Regions from separate parts of the Mus musculus genome. Here region 1 is linked to region 2. A link is a contact called in public Hi-C data. All regions are on one chromosome and are shown on one strand. The core of a region is the stretch at or near the end of the contact, and the rest is flanking DNA. Distances in the headings are between cores, read along the strand shown. Region 1 overlaps Nsf (N-ethylmaleimide sensitive fusion protein). Region 2 overlaps Gosr2 (golgi SNAP receptor complex member 2).

The links. A called contact is a pair of places that touch in the nucleus more often than the background predicts.
Region 1: a contact with region 2 is called in a Hi-C map of cerebral cortex, with 2.3 times the contacts expected there. The contact joins two enhancer-like sites. A contact is called at or near these places in 18 of 39 promoter capture datasets (the 3T3-L1 cell line, 3T3-L1-derived adipocytes, the C10 cell line and 10 more), 11 of 484 Hi-C or Micro-C datasets (the G1E-ER4 cell line, the STO cell line, cerebral cortex and 7 more) and 17 of 115 datasets of contacts at active chromatin or transcription factors (the 230-238 cell line, the NIH/3T3 cell line, the SCID.adh cell line and 10 more).

What each region holds. Positions count from the first base shown.
Region 1 is chr11:103,888,543-103,894,868 of GRCm38.p6, reverse strand. All of the region lies in intron 8 of Nsf (N-ethylmaleimide sensitive fusion protein), which reads left to right. Among named protein-coding and RNA genes, the nearest start is that of Gm35311, 33 kb to the right of the region's middle. Within about 2 kb of position 4,063, at least 11 of the 459 cell types and tissues checked have an H3K27ac peak or open chromatin away from gene starts, as enhancers often do. A contact at or near this core is called in cerebral cortex, where this site is marked.
Region 2 is chr11:103,681,027-103,687,484 of GRCm38.p6, reverse strand. It overlaps Gosr2 (golgi SNAP receptor complex member 2), which reads left to right. Exons shown (of 6, transcript NM_019650.4): 4 at 771-903; 5 at 3,553-3,693. Among named protein-coding and RNA genes, the nearest start is that of Gosr2, 13 kb to the left of the region's middle. Within about 2 kb of position 2,119, at least 109 of the 459 cell types and tissues checked have an H3K27ac peak or open chromatin away from gene starts, as enhancers often do. A contact at or near this core is called in cerebral cortex, where this site is marked.

The DNA.
Region 1 (6,326 bases), core at 2,814-5,313, 210 kb before region 2:
GAGATGGTTCAGTTGGTCAAATGTTTGCCAAACAAGCATGGAAACCTCAGTTGAGACCCCCAACACTCGTGCAAAAGCTGGGTGCAGTCTCTGTAACCCCAGTGCTAGGGGCACGGGGTAGAGTCAGGTTGATAACGGGGGTTTAGTATTCAGTCACTATAGCCACATACATCAGTAAGTGACAGGTTCAGTGAGAGACCCTGTCTCAGAAGATAAGGTAGTGAGCTAGAGAGATGGCTCAGTGATTAAGGGAGCTTGCTGGTCTTACAGAGGGGTTCAGTCCCAGTCCAGTTCGGTACCAGTATGGCAGCTTACAGCCGCAATTCAGATCCAGGAGAGTCTGATACCCTCTTCTGGACTCTTCAGGTCCCAGGCACACAGGGAGTGCTCATACATACATGTAGACAAACACATTCATACACATAAATTAAATAAATCTTTACCAAAACAAGGTAGAGAGTGACAAAAGCAAACACCCACTGTGACCCAAAACAACTCTTCTTCCATGAAGTTACTTGTGTTGAGTCTTTGATCACTCAGACGCGATCCTGGAATACCTTAGATCCCTATGGCACTAGCTGGTCCCATCAGACTGTCAGCTTTGAGTGATCCCCACACTGCTCCGGGTCCCCAAGCTCAGCTAGACTACACACCTGCCTTGGGTTCGAGTTGTCTCCATTTTTCCTGAGTGACTTCTGCCTCTCCAGGTGACAGCTCCTAGGTTAGGGTGAGGCACGTCTGTGATCAGCTCTGGTTTTCTTGATATCACAGAGGAGAACACACCTCTTTTTTCCTCATGAAACTTCTTGATGTGTGTGAAGAAAGCAGTTCCACTGACCTCAGCTCTCCTCAGAGCCATTGTTTCTCCAAGGCTCATTTTCCAGCTGGGTTGGTTCCGCAGCCTTCTGGAGTCTTGTTTTAGCCCTTTACCCTGCATATCTGAACTTTAAAAAAAAAATATCTGTTTATAGTTACTTTAAACTGGGTACCCCAGGGTTCAGTGGAGTACTGCGACTGTGGGTCTGTTAGCCACAAGCACCGTCCAGTCTTCCAGTGCAAGCTAAGACTGTATTAACTTTTAGAAAGCCTCAGTCTGCCTTCACTCCTATTGAACTTACACCTGATAATTTGGTCTCCTTAGACTTGCTCAATCACCTACAACTGTCCAAGGACAAGAAATGTATTCTTACCAGTTTGTGATTCAGTGGGGGGTCACAGACGTACACACTCAGTGAAATAAAAACTCAAGGATGCTTAGGTAACTGAGTCCACTATCATTTGTCCTCTGGCTCGCTTTTAGAGACATGTAGGGGCACATGTTAAATATTCTCCTACCCCAGGTCCCCTCCAGACGTCATGAGTTTCCGTTTCTTGGAGTGATGCCCGGAAATAGGCATTTAAATAAACCCTGCAGGACCTTGATACATTGTTTTGAGAGTTGCTACTGTAATTATTGAAGAGATAGTCTTAATTAAGGGAGTGATTTATTTTTTATTTATTTTTTTGTGGGGGGGGTAGCCTAGGCTGGCCTTAAATACACTTGTTAAGCCCAGGTTGGCCTTGAACTCACTGCAGTCTTCAGTCCCCTGAGTGCTAGGGTTACAGACGTGCACCACCACGCCCGGCTCGTCTGTGATTTCTGAGGAGCAGAAGAACATAAACTAGACTAGAGGCTCCCTGCGAAGGGAAGAAGCCATACATCGTCTGCAGAGCAGTGTATTTCAGCTGAAGCAGAAGGGCCAACCCGAGACTGCTGAAACCTGAAAGCACAGGATGCCAGGTGACAGCAAGGCAGGACCTGCTACAGAAGCCGCGTGATCTTTGTCATCAAGAATTCGTGAAATACCAGGCAACACCCTAGGAGGGAGTGGAGAAGGGTGGGGGCGTCAGCAAAGATTAGCTGGGAGCGTTGCTCCACACATCCCATCTCTCGTTCTGGACTATCTGATGAGAAGATCTATATGCATTTCAGTTGACTAATTTGGATATAGACCAGTCAGGTGGTAGACAGCTAGCACAGCTGCTCCGTGCTCAGGGCATGGGTCGTTTTCAGGCACTCACCGTGGAGCTCAGTGCATTTCATTCCTCGCCTAAACGAAAGGATGTCAAGAGACTGGGGTTTGTACCCGAGTGATCTTCAACTTGAACGTCTCCTTAAGGGTTTAGAAAGTACACAGATGGGATCCGGCGGGTGACCCACCTTCCACGCTCATCAGTGAACACTCTTTGAAACAGAAGTTGATGAAAGCCATGCTCCAAGCCCTTCCTGCGTGGCTAGAAAAAAAGCAGAGTGGTGCTAGAGAGGCGCTCAGTGGTCAGTCTAAGGCGTGGGCCTGGGTTCGGTCCCCAGCACTCTTACCCTACAGCTCACAAAGGCACGTAACTCCTGCTCCCTGGATCTAGAACCCTCTCCTCCCCTCCGCCAGCCCTGCTCTCACATATACAGGAACAACACACACACAATTGAATCTCACTTGGTGTGGTGGCACTGGGGAAGTGGAGCTCTGTGAGTTTGAGGCCATCCTGGTCTCTGTGAGGCGTTCCAGGAACAGCCAGGACTACGTAGATAGACCCTGTCTCAAAATACATAGTATAAATAAGTAAATCTTAAAAAAAAAAAAAAAAGCCTGTTTGCTACATAAGCATTCTGTACTCTGAAAAGAGGAATTTAAGCAGACCTAGTACTTGTTAGTTTCAGTTAATACTTTTCAGAAATGCAGGCTGAAGTTATGAAAACCTAGAGAGATCAAGTGCTAGCAATTGCTAGGACCGTACCAGCTATTGCGTGTACAAGTCCATGCACTTTGTAGTGTTAGGCATTCATAGGCATTCAGACCTGGTTTGCACAACTGCTTAGAGAAGCATGTGAGACCTGTGACGATGTCCCGACTTGCGCTGGCCTCGAGAGACTCATCCTTGGCAGGCAGCGTTGTCTGTGTCTGAGCTGGAAGCCGCTGGGGTTCCCCTTCTAAGGATCACTAATCATTCCTATCCCCCCCACCCCCACCCCCGAAGTGAATTAGGCACTCCTAGCCCAATGCTAATTTGATAGAGATCGGTTCTAATTTATTGACATCTTGACAATGAGTTTCCCCCTTTGAATACATGCAATTTTGCTGACGGTTTTTCTCGATGCAGTTGGCCTCTGGTGGCATCTAGGAAAAAACAAACAAACAGTTGTTTAACTCACATTAAGAAAGAAAAGCTTGGCAAACACAAGGTGTCTCATGTTGGACGGTATTTTCGAAGATTATAAACAGCAAGTGTTACTGTTTATCCCTTAGCTTGCAGAACTAAGGCTATGTAACTTTTATAATGCTATTTTAAGAAAATGATAGCAAACTTATTAGACACCCTATAAATAATTGTGTGCACTGCTTTCACCAGTGGGGCTGGTGATGCCTGTCACTGTGGTAAAGCCCCGTTCTGTGTAGACCTTTAGACCTGAAGTCTCTGTGCGGTCTGTCTGTAATGTCCACCTTAACATCTCTGGATGTATACGCCATCAGAAAGCTTACAGCTATGTGCATGTCTGTGTCTCTGGGTATCCTGGGTTTGTATGTTGTGGAAGGATTGTTGATTCAGCTAAGAGACTCATAGTTGGGTGGGTGGGAGAATAACGCATTGCTGGTTCCCCTCAAACTAAAGGGGAAGACACACTATGCTAGTCTAGAGTGCAGTTATCCACTTTGGGGCAAATACTGAGATATGGCTCTTGCGCTCCCGGCAGAATGAGGTACTGTCACGTAAGTGTGCGCTGAACAAAGAATGTTCCCTGAAGAGCCAGTGTCAGCTTTCTAATGCCGGTAGAGACTTTAAGAGGGCAAAGAGGCGTGTGCACAAGTGGTGTTGATCATGGTGCTGGCTTGGCTTCTCCAGAGGGAGCTCCTTGTTGACTCTACTACGTGGGCTTAGAAAACTTGAGAATTAGCAGACTGGTCTCTGCTAGAGGCACAGAGAAGCGAAAGAATCGATTCTGACAGCCCATCTGGAAGAGCAGCTGGCACTGTGGGACATCCTGGCCTCACTAAAGCGCTAGCTGAGATGTGGCGGAGGCGCTGCTGTGTTCACTGGGAGCTTGAGCTTCACCAGTGCAATAGACACTAGAATTCTCAGCACTCCAAGGCAGCAGAAGCACTAGAGAAGGTTTTAAGGCCCAAGATGGACACCTCGTCACTCTCAGAAGTAACCAACTGAAGCAAAGTAGCCATTTATTTTGAGCTTTACGGTTGCGTGTGATGCGATCTAATTCTTAAGTGGCAGCTGAAGGTCTGGTTCTGCTTCACAATTCATCCATAGCCAGATGATAAAAATGAGCTAACGTCGCTCAGCAGCAGATACTCAGGCGTCGACACTGGGTACCGCGGGGCTTTCTGTGTCAGGCTTGATCATCACAGTGACCTTCAGCTTACTGCTGTGATTCCCACCTGCTGAGAGGAAGGCCAGGATCTTACTGTAGACAACAGATCCCAGCATTGCTGCTGTGTGCACACTTGTGGATGTGGGCATAGACTGCGGTGCACATGTGTGTGGAGGCCAAAGGCCAGTGCCAGTGCCAGCTGTCCTCCTTAGCACTTTCTTTCTCTTTTTTTTTTTCAATTTTTGTTTTATTTTTGAGATTATAATGTAATTACATGACTTTTCCCTTCTCTTTCCTCCCTAGAACCTCCACGTTTTTAGAACCCCTACTTTGAAACAGTATATTTAAAAGAATGTCCATTATTCTAAGATCACTTCTATCATCCCTTTTGTTATTAAATGTGTTTTCTTTTATGAAGCAATGGTCATATTTTATACTTATTTACTTTTGAGACAAGGTCTTACTGTGCCATCATGGCTGTCCTAGAACTTACAATATAGACCAAGCTGGCTTTGAACTCCTAAGGGTCCTGGGATAGAAGGCACACATGTCTTTTTTTAAAAAAAGAAATCTTGAATTGACAAAATTTAAAACAAACAAGCAAAAACCTTAAACAACGCAATTAGAGCATCTCTCCCCAGTTTTGGGCGAGGGGGCTCTTGTTTATGGGAAGTCATTTTGTTTTCTTTTGTGGGTGTGATTATTGTTTTGAGTCTTAGTCTCACTACATGGCCCAGGACAGCCTAGAACTCCATTAATATTTATTATTATTATTATCATTATCATTCTTACTGCTACTAACTACTACTACATTCATTCTGTGTGCATGCGTGTGCATGTGTGTGCATGTGCACGTGCCATAGCACACATGTGGAGGTCAGAGGGTAACTTGCAGGAGTTGGTTCTCGCCTACAGTGTGGGTCCAGCTCAAGTCATCAGCCTTGCAGGTGAACAGCGTTACTCCCTGAACTGTCTGTTCCACCAACTTGCTCTGATACTCGCCATCCCCCTGCCTCTGCCCTCTGAGTGCCTGGCGTCACAGGTGTGCACCACCACACCTGGTCCTCACCTCATTTAAAACATGTTTGGTTTGGTGTTGTAGACTGTGAAGTCCAAGTCTAAGAACTGAGTAGAAAAATCAGTGTATAATAATTTTTAATGTTCTCTAGAATTCTTGATTTATTTCCTGTTTAGTTCAGTCAGCGGCAGGCCTTTCTTTCCCCTAAACAAACCATGCCCTCAGTCTTCTTGACAAACATCTCTTGAGAACTATAATTAAGATACAGCTTTGTGCTCAGATTCGAGGGACTGTCTAGAAATGCTTTCTTTTAAGGGATCTGGAATGGGTGCCACTCAGTTTTCACCTAGGTTCTTTTTAGACAGTCCCTCAGTGTCTCATCACTGAAACCCTCACTAAAGCAGCATGTGGTCATTCACTGTGTGGTGGTTTGAATGAAAATGGCCCCCAGCAGCCTTGTTGGAGTAAGTGTGTCACTTCGAGGTGTCCCTTTACCACCATAAAACCCCTAAGACAGGCTGTTTATTTGCTATCTTGTATAATTTGTATCTTCATAATAGCTCACGCATGTGTGTCAGTGAAGGTCAGTACATAGTCTACCGTTTGGATAACAAAATGAGTGTGAAGGTGGCCATGCTGGAGAGGAGCAAGCAGGAGAGCCCTGCAAACGCTGAGTGCATCACTTGCCCCTAAGTGTGGTCTCCACTGTGGTTTAGTTATGTGGGTGTTGTTGGCAATGTCGCCATCCTTGTTACGTGGTTTTAATTCACTGAGCTTCTCTCTTGGTCTATCTCAAACACACGCTTGTTCATTATAACCAAGACTGCATTACCAGCAACCACTTTAGAGGACCTCAGATTTGAGCTTCCTGCCATCTTCTTTTTAACTTTGTCTTCTCTTTTCTTTTTTCTTTTTTCTTAAAGATTTATTTATTTATTATATGTAAGT
Region 2 (6,458 bases), core at 870-3,369:
CCTAAAGCACACCTTTCTCCCATCGGAAGCTATAGAATATTCTGAAAATCTGGGTACTTACTAAAGAAATGAAGTCTGTGTGAAGATAAAGTCTTCCCTAAAATGCACAGTTCTATGTAAGCAATAGACCCCCCCCCCCCAAATTAAAGAGTGTGCGCACCTGTGATCATGGTCCCTGATGTCCTTGGGAGTGATTATAGTCCATTGTCTCTGTGAGGTAATGTTGACAGTATGCATTTTGTGACCAGACCCCTGGTCACTGAAAGCTTAGGACTGCCAGGGAGTGTGGCTCTGCTGTTTGGTTCCCACTGGCGTCTGCTGGGCTGAAATGCACTTGTACTCTTTCCTAATCGCTTCCATCAGTCTGCTTATAATGAAGTACTGATCGAATCTTTGATACTCCACCGTGAAATTCAAAGGGAAACCACCCTCACCACCACTCCAGCCCCTACTCCCAAAAGTTTCATGAAACTTCATGGCTGCTCTACCTTAGAGCTGCCCTTGGGCTTCTTCCAGGAGTACAGTGTAACCCTCAGAAGGTCAGGAAGGGGCCATCAAGCCTGCTTCCTGTCACCTGTTCCCTGAGAAGTCAGAGCCCAGCAGACATTTGAGTAAAGCTGGAGCTGTGTGTAATTTTACCCACCATAACCACAGGCTGCCGCTTGACTCGGTGAGGGTGGGCCCTGGGAGAGAAGGGAGTATAGAGCCAGGTTGCCTCAGTGTGCCCACCCCAGCCCCTAGGATTTAATCTCTGTCTCCATTAACTCCAGCCGTGTCGACCAGCTAAAGTATGATGTCCAGCACTTGCAGACTGCCCTCAGGAACTTTCAGCACCGGCGCCAAGTCAGGGAGCAGCAGGAGAGACAGCGAGACGAGCTTCTGTCTCGCACCTTCACCACTAACGTAAGCCAGACTCTGGGGGTTGGCAGGCGCCTGACAGGTCAGGACTGAATGCAGGTAACAGGCATCACCTCTTAGCGGAGTGCCTGAAGCTGACTCAGGAGGAGACCAAGTGGAAATGTCGGGACTTTGTGCATTGCCACTAAGACCAGGCCTGGGTGGGGGATTTCTCTCCAAACACAAAAACCCGAGGAGGAAGCAGTTAGACTGAAGCAGTAGAGTAGGCAGAGAGGAAAATTCCCTGGCTTGATTAGTCCACTGCAGAGGTGGGGTTCACATGGGGGGAGATGCTTCTGTGAGCAGATAGAGACAGGTGGTTAGAGTGGTTAGAAAGCTGCCTCCAGGCACGTGCCATTGTGCTGTGTGTGTGTGTGTGTGTGTGTGTGTGTGTCTCCAGCCTCAGATGCATTAAAATGTTTCCCATTGTGCTGTGTGTGTGTGTGTGTGTCTCCAGCCTCAGATGCATTAAAATGTTTCCCATTGTGCTCTGTGTGTGTGTGTGTGTGTGTGTGTGTGTGTGTGTGTCTCCAGCCTCAGATGCATTAAAATGTTTCTGCCCCGGCTCAAATGGCAATTTGGAGGAATTTGTTAACAGATGTGTTAGATGCATTGCTTGACTTCAGTCTTTTTGGAATAGCCTGTTGTTTTGCATGTTTGATCTCTTAGAAGCCCTGCCCTGTCTCCTAGCCTCAGTAGGCTCATTCTCTGCAAATACAACCTCCTGGCCCTTTTCAGGGACTCACATAGTGTGTTCTACCAAATGAGGTGGGTTTGGGCTTCATAGTTTGTCACTTTCTAAATCTGCCAGTAGAATTCCTTGCTTAATATGTGTACAAAGCCACACTGTAGACAGAAATACTGCAAGCAAGCCTGGAGCGAGCCTGGTGGCTCTAACCGCACACAGACTGGGCCTGGGAGAGAGCCAAGTCGTCACTAGTAGTGAGTGCTCTCTTTCCTACTGTCTGATTGGCACAACCTCCTGCCAGGCAGTGCCCCTCCACCACGGAAACCCCGATTTCCACTGGCAGATGACCAAGCCATTGCTCCATGCCCTGCTGCAGTGCGGTTCTTCCAGGGCTTCAGGTTGGGGCTTCACAGGTTTGTGTTTATAGAGCAGGTGGGCAGGCAGGCCGTGGTGATTAACAGCTCACACATACAGTGCTGTAAGCCTCTGAGTAAGCCAGCATATGGCATGCTACATCACATTCAGGCAGTTGTAGGCTAGACATGACCTCTCAGGATTATTCTGTTGATTGCCAGCCTGATGTGGCACCACACTCACCAGGCTGCTCATAAGCACTGACTCACCAAATGAAACTTCCTCCAAGTCACTTTCCCCATTCTAAAGAGAGCAGACTAGCACCCTTCCCTTCTCAGGTTTCTGTGTAAAGCCATTCAGTAAGTGCTTGTCAGAAAAGGGGAGTCGTGGTTCTCTTAAAACACTAGAGTTAACACCAAGATACCAAGTAAAGCCTTTGAGAAGAGTACTAAACATGGCTTCTTCCTTTCAGGAGCTTCTGTGTTAGCAGGGAGTTTCAAAATGTCCACCTAGGGCTGGTTCTGAACTTGAGCAGCAGAACAAATGGTTACTCACCTGCCAGTGGGAATTGGGGCTTCCATGGTGGTGGGGCACTGCCTGGCAGGAGGTTGTGCTGGTCAGACAGCAGGAAGGAGAGACAATCACTGCTGGGTGACACGTGGTCCTCTTCCCAGCGCAATTGGTGTGTGGTTAGAGCCACCAGGCTCACTCTCAGTGTTTTTGTCTGCAGTGTAGTTGAAATTGAGAGTTGTGTGTGCACCCAGCCCTGGGATCCTACCTATCTGGACAGGTTATTCCATCTCTCTGGGCCTCACCTTCTTCATCTGCAAAATGGGGAGAGCAGGAAAAGTCCAGCAAGCTGTGTGAGTTAGAGAAATGTGCCTGTGAAGTAAGAGGGCTTGGTCTGTACTGATAGGGCATTTCAGTCGGAAAGGCCAGGGTCCAAAGGAGTGCTTAGTAGGTAAATCCATTGCAAAGTCTGCAGAGTCTGTGATCTGAGGCATCTCACTCACATAGACTGTGCTCACTCTGCAGTCCTCTTTTCTTTTCCTCTGTCTTTCTTTAGCAACCTTTCCCTGCCTTCTCAGAACTTTGTTCCCATCCTGAACACCCTGCAGGCTTCAGTAGAAAGCACTGCCCCTTTGATCCGTAGTTTCAGTCTAATTAGAGGGATAAGCTATAGATAAAATAGCTAAAGAACAAAAGCAAACATGTAAAAGCGCACGAGCAAGAACTGCTGTAAAGGAACACTTGAGAAGCTGTCTTTGAGAGGCGCCAGAAAAAACCTTTAGGAGAAATGAATGAAGTCTGGAAGGAATAACCGGATTTTCCTCAGTGGGGGACGTAGCAGATGAACAGATCAACACTACAGCAGAGCTCACTTGGAGAATTATGGGTCCGTTACCTCTTCTGCTGCTGTGCGAGCAGGCCCCGCCCCCTTACACACACCTTTGCTTTGCTTTCCTCCCCTGTTGGACTCTCTGATTCTTGCATTTGTCCCTCTAGTTCTTCTGGCTTGACGTTGGCCAAAAAGGCAGTGTAGTAAGATTTGCCCAGCCCCCAGGAGCTGAGTGGCAAGCAAAGTTAACCAAGTGCCTGCATTTCTTTCACAGGACTCTGACACCACCATTCCCATGGATGAATCACTGCAGTTTAACTCCTCCCTCCACAACATTCACCACGGCATGGATGACCTCATTGGAGGCGGGCACAGTATTCTGGAGGGACTGAGGGCCCAGAGACTGACCTTGAAGGTGGGGGCCCTGCTGGAGAATAGAGAGAAGGCTTTTTATTTTGTCCTTGTCCTATAGTTTAGTTCTGTGTTTGTATTGTTTCTGTGTCCCCAGTCCCCATGTGACAGTAAGCCCAAGCCCTTGAACTTACACGTTTGCCCATTGCGTGTAACAAACGCAGTGGCATTTCCTGATAGCTAGGGCTTTGCCCTCCTACTGACTCTGCATGAAATTGAGTTTGCTGTAAGGGGACCAATGACAGGCTGAGAAATGCGTCTTTAGATTTGCTCTTTTAAGAAGGCAGTCTTCTAAGGTGGTTTTCTTTGGGATTTCAGCCGTGGAGTGCACAGGGAGGTCCCCATGCTTCTCATAGCCACAGGTATCCAAGAAGCCTGCCTTGTTTGTACTGCTGAGACCCTGACCCCTGGGAGTGGTTTACAGAAACAGTATAGATTGCTGTCAGTCATGGCGTTTCAGCCTCAGTCTTTTCCTGTGTCAGCCCTGATGGCTCTGGGGGTGTGGGCTCTCCTTGTTATCAGGGTGTGATCCCCTAGAGTAAAGCACTGCCAGCCACTGGGCTGTGAGAAACAGTCCCTTGGAAGTGTGGCGGTTATCTTAGTTGTTATTGGGGCAGAGTTGTCTGCTCTAAGGACTCCAGTGTATTTCTGAGCAGCTCCCACCATCTTTACAGGGAGAGGAACCGACAGGGCGGTTGAAGCTCACCTCCTGTTGGCAGTCACAGTGTCTGCAGTGGCGCAGAGGTGCTCCCCCTTCAGAAGAGTCACTGAAAGTCTACCCCGATCTCTGCAGTGGGCTCCCTGCCTTTTTTTGTTTTTGTTTTTTCGTAGAGAACTGCCCTTTTCTGTAGCTCAGGGACAGTCTGTCTGTCCGGCAGGACGCAGAGCTGGTGCGGGTGAGGTTCTGCATGGTGTGTTAGCCTCCTCCTGAAGCCGGGGTCACTGAGGAAGTCCGTTCACTGCTGGGTCTTGACCTTTGTGATTTCTGACTCCGTTTTCTCTGCATTCCTCCTTCTGCCCATCTTGCCTCGTGATCTCTCCCTGCCTGGGCCAGGGAATTTTCTTCCTAAGCCACTTGATAGGAACAGGGGAGCATGAAAGCACTGGTGCAATTACTTTGATTTTATGGTTGGAAATAGGTACTTTGTGGAGTTCATGGTCACTGTGAGGTGATTTGGAAGGCATGACCACGGAGTAGTCTGTACTTCCGTCCTAAGATGATCTTACAGCACATCTCTCACTTTCTCACTCTAGTGAGACTTTGTCTACTTTCCTCTGGCAGAAGACTGATTTGACTTGAGACCTCCATTTTATTTTTATTTGCAATATAGAGAACCAAATGTAAGGCCTTATACATGCTAACCAGCCACTCTACCAGTGGGTCACATCCCCAGCCCAATATTCCTTTCTTTGGTTTTTGAGACAGTGTTTTATTATGTAGCCTTGGCTGGCCCGGAACTTGTTATATAGACCAGACTGGCCTTAAACTCACGGGGATCTGCCTGCGTCTGCATGCCAGACATTGAGATTAAAGGTGTGCACCACCATTGCTGGCTCAGAATCCTTGATGAGGCTTGTTGGTTTGTTGGCCCTTGTCTGGGTAGATTCCTGTCCAGGTGACTTTACATCTCCTTCAGCTGATGTCTACTCTCAGTGGTTTATTGATGGGTGTTCCTCTTAGAAAATGAATGTGGGGCTGAAGGCTGGACCATCTTTCTAAGCACAGTGGGTGCCATGTGTCTTGACCCTGTACCTCGTTCTGTTACTTCATAAGAAATTGAATATACACTTAAGAGTTAGAAAGCAACGAGAACGAGCAGGCCAGTGGTTTAGACAGTGGATTGATATACATGGCAGCGTTTATGTTCTTAAAGAAGGAGCTTTTCTGTTCTTTTGCTTGCTTGCCTGCCTGCCTGCCTTCCTTCCTTCCTTCCTTCCTTTTTCTTTTCTTTTCTTTCTTTCTTTCTTTCTTTTTGAGATAGGATTTCTCTATGTATCCTGGCTAGCCTTGGAACTCATCGAGAGATCTGCCTGTTTCTGCCTCCCAATTGCTAGGTCTAAATGAATGTACCACCATGCCCAGCCTTTGCCATACTTCTGTCTTTGCTTCCTTTCCCACTTGAAACTCCCTTGTGAATACTGACCTTAACTTACTCAGTAGAAGCCCTAAAGAGTCACTCTACGGAGTGACAGGTCATTATCAAGGATTGCTGGAGCTAGGGAGCCGAGAAAGTTTTCCCACATAGCTTTTAAGAATATAGAAGATCTTCCCGAAGTGTTCACAGGGAGGTCGTTGAGCACAAACCCAGTTGTTGCTTTTGTATGTTTGGGTAATGTTTGTGTGTCGCCCGTCGCGGAGATTTTTAGGAAACTGGTAGTGATGGAACATTTCAGGCAATTGGGCCCTTGACGGCAGCACTGCTCCCAGCTGGATCATGGCTGGGCAGTAGGACAGCTCATAAGGCAAGGGTGCTACCAAAACGACTCTGCCGCATTTGCTTATACACTGTGCGTAAATGAAAGCGGCTTGAGACGTTATCGCAAAGCTAACATGGAGCTGCTTGGAGCTGTGAGCCCCAGAACTGCTCATGGTTGAAGATCTCTATTGTGGCAATTCCTGCTTTGAGCAGGTGTGCCAGCAGAGTCTCAGGCTGTATGTAAGCCTTTCTGGAGAAGACCTACTAATAATAACTGCTGCTTCTCACCACTGTTCAGTAACTCATCCATCAGTCCTGTGCCCCAAAGCAGTAGAGATCCTTGGACCCAGGG